2 separate regions of the Mus musculus genome follow, and region 2 is linked to region 1. Evidence: chromatin contacts called from public HiChIP or PLAC-seq data. All regions are on one chromosome and are shown on one strand. The core of a region is the stretch at or near the end of the contact, and the rest is flanking DNA. Distances in the headings are between cores, read along the strand shown.

Region 1 (2,846 bases), core at 168-2,667:
TAATAATAATAACAGTAACAATAATAGATCTACAGGACTGTTCATTGCGAGGTAGGAGTCCTCAGCTTGGCTGTTAGGAACCGCTGTCTTCCTCCTAGTCTATCTGAAGCCTTCTCCTACTCACGGAGCCTCCGACCCTGCCGGAGCTCTAGAATGCACTGGAGTTTAAAGACAATCTCCCTTTACAGATTCACCCTCATCAGGTTTAATAACTTCCACCCCAAATTACCCCAACCCTCCTCATTCCCTCCTGTCATTTATTTTCTGCCCCAGGGGCCAAGATCTTCTTCAGTGCCTCCCTACTGACTCCAGGGAACCCTCCGAGAACCCAGAAAGGGTGGAAAGATGGGGAGGAGAGGGAGCTAGTGAATATAGAATTCCTCATGAAATTAAAAAAAAGAAAATCCTGTGCCTTACAGGGTGCCCACTTGAGGGTAGGTTAGTGGTTAAACTTTGTACTTGTTGTTATTTATGCTTTGAAAATATTTTTTAAAAAACTAAACTTCAAAAAGCACATATTCAAAAGAAAATCTACCCCAATGCAAAATGGCCAAACAATATTTGCTCTTGTACATCTTAAAACATTTCCCACTGTTTCCTTAAACAGTACAAAGCTTAAACCTTCTCAAAGATTTGGGTGTTCTTGTCTCAAGTCTATCAGATTAAAATCACAAATTACAGGCAATAAACCCAAATACAAAATGTTCTATACCCCTGTTAAAGGTCTCAAGATTAACATTGTGTGCTTTGTTGTTTCCAACATGTAAAGGAAGAGAAAAAACTTAATAAAATGGAGACTCCAGGCAAACAGAAAGACACCAAGGAACCACTAAAAATATAGAACAATCCCTAAAGCAACAAGCAATATAGATTGTAGGGTCCACAAGATATTCAAGTTTCCAAATGTGTTAGACACAATGAGCAAAATATCAGAAACCATTGTGGTAAATAGTGGTGTTATTCTTGTTCCACAATGATACTTTTATAAGGTTGCATCAATAGAGAAATATAACTCAAAGTCAAAAATCTAGTGGTGTTTTTTTAATGCTCCCCTAAATATACAAGAATAGGAAAACTGTCTTTAAAATCTCAGTAATGGTTCTCCTAAAAGAAAAAAAAAAAAAACTATGTAGAAAATTTGGGGACTGATGTGCGTGGTTTCTCATTGTCAATTATTAAAACACTTTAGTTAGTGGCTGCATTGATTCGCCATTTTCAAAACAGATTTTTAATGTATCTATTTATATTTCTCGTTTTGAACCACTATATTCCCTTTAAATGCACGGTTAGTCTGTGGATTCTGTGACCCAGAGGTGTTTATGTAACTAATGTGACTATCTGCGTGTAAATTCATGTTTATGATTTTTTATAATATATATGTGTGCATGTGCGTGTGTGTGTGTGTGCGCGCGCGCGCGCGCATGTGTGTGTGTGTGTGTGTGTGTGTGTGTGTGTGTGTGTGTATGCGTGCGCGTTGTATCTAAGTCCTGTGTGCAATAATGTTTTTCTGTCTGCTGAGGCTTACTTCTCCAGCCTATTGTTTGAGACAACAGATATAAGTTGCGATGGGAGAGGAGCGTCGGATTTGGTGTGTATCCCCCATTTCCAATTATAGATGGATCATTACAGACAGCGGAGTCCTGAGAAACCAGACATCTGCTCCTCACATGAATGCACTCACCTCCTAGAGACCAGGCTGCGATCATGCTCTGGAAACTCGTGGAGAATGTCAAGTACGAAGACATCTATGAGGTGAGCGGACACCCCAGATGCATTTTAGAGCTTTGGAGATAGAAAACTGGAGCTTCTTTGACACCCCAGCTGATATATTTTAAGCTATTTACTCGTAGATTTCTGATCGGGTTTCTGAGGTTTCTTTAAGTTTTCTAAGGCTGGCTCTGGGAGACTTTGCTCTCCAGAAAGGGAACTTTTAAGGTTGGAATGTGAGAAGTTTAATTTAGGAGCTATTTTCTTTTCCTTTTTGTTTTTCTTTCTCTCCGGCTCTCTCCTTCCCCTTGTAGACTCTGGTAGGTAACGTGGAGCCAGGAATTCAGGCAAACAGTGAGGGAAAAACAGTCTCTCCTCATTTTGAGTACGGGACAGAATCGGGTTTTTAAGCCTCACGCCGACTGGGACTTTAATTTTTGCTTTTTAAACTTTTAATATTTTTTTTTAAATCGGTAACCAACGTACGCAGGTAGAGGGTAGATATCTAGGGAGAGCGAGGGGAAAGGAGGGATGTATGAACAAATCCAGTACCGTATGGGAGAGAGCGCGGTTTGTTATTTTTGTTTTGTCGTATTTTGATTCTTTGCGGGTCAGTGGTTCCAAGCAGAGATGGCAGCCGCCAGCGTGTGGGCATTTTTAACGAAGCCTGCCCACACTTCGTGCTACCCGCTACCGGTCCCCAGGCAAGCGCATCCCTCCCGTGCTTTTCCCTCCGCCTTGTCGGACGCCACCGAGAGCTTCCGGAGTCCGCGTCGAGCGAGGCTGTCCGGCTGCCCTTCCAGCTGGCGGGCGAGGGGAAGCGGCCCGGCTGGGGACAGATGAGGGATCCCGCGCCACAACCCGGGAGCTGGGGAGCTGAGCTCAAGAGGAAAGGAAAGTAAGGCTCAAGGGGACGTCGAGAGAGGGAAGGCAGACTCCGAAGCTCCAAGATATCTGAGGATCGGGATTAAAAAAAAAAAAAAAAAAAAAAAGCGAAAGGGGTTTAGCGAAGAGGGAAGCAGAGGCGGGGGAAGAAAAGTTGGAAAGCTACCCGCAGCAGCACAGCAGCACGAGGCTGGGCCACCGGGCAGAGGTGGACAACCCAGACTCAGTAACCGGTTCTGAAAGAAATCTGAACC
Region 2 (2,846 bases), core at 88-2,587, 560 kb after region 1:
TAAGTGAAACTTCTAATGTCTATAGAGTTTCAAATTTATTTCAAGACTATCTTCACAGAGATCACAGTATTAAAGGGAATGATCACCCACTAATGACTACATTATCATATGATAAAGTACGATGTAGGAACGTGTCAAAACTAAAACCCATTACTGTGGCTGCTGATTTAATATATTTAATACTGCCAAAATATGTAAGATTTATAATTGTGCTATTTTAGAAAAAAAAAACTATCTCAAGGTACTATATTTTAGCCCCATTTGAGACACTACGAAGCCTGTAAAATTCTTAATTCTTAGTCTACGGTCAGGTTTTGAAGGACTCAGATTTGTCAGTGTGATTAAGTATATATGTAAAGTATGTATGTATGTAAATAGGTATGTATGTAAATAAGTGTGTATGCAAATAAGCATGTAAATAAGTATGTATGTAAAGTATGTATGTATGTAAATAAGTATGTAGTAAGTATGTAGACACATAGAGCCATTTCTTGACTTAATTTTAGTGTCATGAACTTGAGGGAAGTAGTTAATTTCCAGGTTGCATTCTACCACAGTGTCTCACCTGATCATTTCATAAGATTCACCCCACCCCCACCCAAGTACTTCTCAGCTCATCACAGTAGTCCCAGTGGTGCACACAGTCACTTAGAGTGTAATTCTCAAATCATTCCTGTTAGATTTCAACTCCCCTCTTTCAGAGCTTTATTCACTTTATTCACTTTTGCAGCCCCCTCCCTACTCTCTTCCAAGTCCCCCCCACCATTACCCCTTCCCCTTCTGCTCCAAGAAGGGAAAGCCCCCCTTCTCCTTTGGTACCTCCCAGCACAGAGACATCAAATCACAGCAGAACTAAGCGCATCCTCTCCCACTGAGGCCCAACCAGGCAGTCCAGCTAGGGAAAGGGATCCAATGACAGTCAAAAGAGTTAGGGGCAGCCCTTTCTCTTTTTAAGGCACCTGTGTTGCTCCCCGCTGGCCTTCAGCCCCTCAACCTACCTCCATTCACCCTGCAGCGGTAGAACCCCTGCTCTTGGCCCAAACTATGAAGCTCTTTCAGGGGTCATTTGCATGTTTCTGAGCTTGGTCCTTTTACATTTGTTTCTCATGTGGATTTCATTGTCAGCCAAGTGTGCACGGCTTGTCTTCCATTATGAGCAAAGAAAAACAACAAATTCAGCACTAAAATGCAGCATCTGTGTCAATACGTGTCTGCGTGATGGGGTTGATTTAAATCTGAGCCCATTTGTTTATTTTAAATCAGAGACTCCTGGTATGGCAATCCACTGCCCTGTCGAGCCTGCAGTGGAAGCATCATTCTGAGATAGCCACTTCCCTTTGTAGCTGTCAGGTCGGGAACTCTGCTGAAAACCACTTCTCCTAGTGCCTGGCTTGCATTATGTGTAAGGCCACAGAGAACAGAGTTAAAAGCAAGCTCCTTTCATCTCCATACAGCAAATCCTTTCACTTTTGCCTTCTGCTTTACCTTGTACATTGTTGCAACACTAAAAGTTTTAAGACAGTTGTCTTTTCATACTTTCTGGATGGCCTCATGCTGAGAATCGGCTTCCTAGCAGGAGCCAGGATATCAGGAATGTAGAAAAGCCAGTGAAATTTTAATTGGATTAAACTCCCTGTGTCCCTCCACACCCCACTCTCCCAATCTCCTCACTGACAACTTTCTCACTGACAGCTTAACTAACAAGATATTTAACAAAGCGATGTGGCATTCAGCAGGGCCTCCTGTCTTACCTGGGGGTGGGGGTGGGGGGTGGGGTGGGGGACACACCTGGGCCAGCTCTGAGAAGCAACAGGATAACACATAACTGACAACAACCCTTGCTCAGATACTGTCACCAGTTCTTGGGCTTTGTGCATTTCTCCAATGATTGAAACTCAAACCTGAAATTTTAACTGCTCAGAGTGATTGGATCGAGCAGGCTCCTCCTAACTTGTGGTTAAATGCCAGAGGGGGAGCAAAGTCACTTCCCTGGTCTTTAATTCCCTTGGCCAAGAAAAATCAAAATCTGTCCATTTGGCACCTTTGAGAGGGAAAAAGGGCAATACAAATTTTCCTTAATAAAATCACGCTGGCTATTAAAGAGCAGCCTTGCCGATGTCATTTGACGCCCTTTCCCAGCAGGGCTGGCGGGCATAGGTCCAGGGTGTGTGGAAGCGCAATTGGAGACATTAGTTACACCACCTTAGGTACGGTAGCAAAATAATATTTGATAAATGAAAATAAATCCAGGCGGACACAATTTCCAAATAGTTTTTAGAAGTACCTGTCACTCCTAGCCTCTCTTCTTAAGCAGAACCCTTGGTGAGCGAATCCATTTTATCGCTCCTTCCCAGCAGAAAATTTCAGTGTGCCCTAAAGAACAGCTTTAGGAAAAAGGTTGACAACCACATGTTTTTATGACTATTAGGGACTGTCTAGGCAAGCTCCTTCTAGAAAGTTCCTACCTGAAACCCAAGAAGAAGAAAATGTTCCCTGTTTCATATTAGCCACACAAATGCAAGTGTGTTATCATGTATCTTCCACAGGAACACACCTCTTCCCCACGAGGAGAACTAGGAAGACCTGGGAATTATGACCACGAAAGTGATCACCTAGCGATCTAAGGATAAGTGCCCTGACTTAACTCAGCTTTAATTTGGGGAAAGTGAGGCAAGACCTTTAGCAAACAACAACAACATCAAAACCAACCAAACAACAACACCCCCCCCAAAAAAAGAAAACTCCCACAAACAACAACAATAGCAACAACAATGAAAAGCAAAAACAAAAAACCAGGGGAGGCAGATGAAAAGCAGCATAAGAATCCAATTCAAATGATCTGGGAG

What was found. HiChIP or PLAC-seq counts read pairs in DNA pulled down with a chosen protein or histone mark.
Region 2: a contact with region 1 is called in an H3K4me3 HiChIP or PLAC-seq map of craniofacial prominence, with 7 times the contacts expected there. The contact joins the enhancer-like site here to the promoter of Tfap2b in region 1. A contact is called at or near these places in 7 of 39 promoter capture datasets (the HPC-7 cell line, HPC-7-derived erythroid cells, cranial neural crest and 4 more), 11 of 484 Hi-C or Micro-C datasets (the AML12 cell line, the MC3T3-E1 cell line, the N1E-115 cell line and 7 more), 4 of 115 datasets of contacts at active chromatin or transcription factors (craniofacial prominence, embryonic forebrain, embryonic hindbrain and 1 more) and 1 of 9 other capture datasets (embryonic stem cells).

What each region holds. Positions count from the first base shown.
Region 1 is chr1:19,207,497-19,210,342 of GRCm38.p6, forward strand. Tfap2b (transcription factor AP-2 beta) reads left to right here and starts at 1,418. Exons shown (of 7, transcript NM_009334.3): 1 at 1,418-1,752. The coding sequence starts at 1,672.
Region 2 is chr1:19,766,459-19,769,304 of GRCm38.p6, forward strand. No RefSeq gene overlaps it. Among named protein-coding and RNA genes, the nearest start is that of Gm32651, 160 kb to the left of the region's middle. Within about 2 kb of position 1,338, at least 10 of the 459 cell types and tissues checked have an H3K27ac peak or open chromatin away from gene starts, as enhancers often do. A contact at or near this core is called in the N1E-115 cell line and craniofacial prominence, where this site is marked.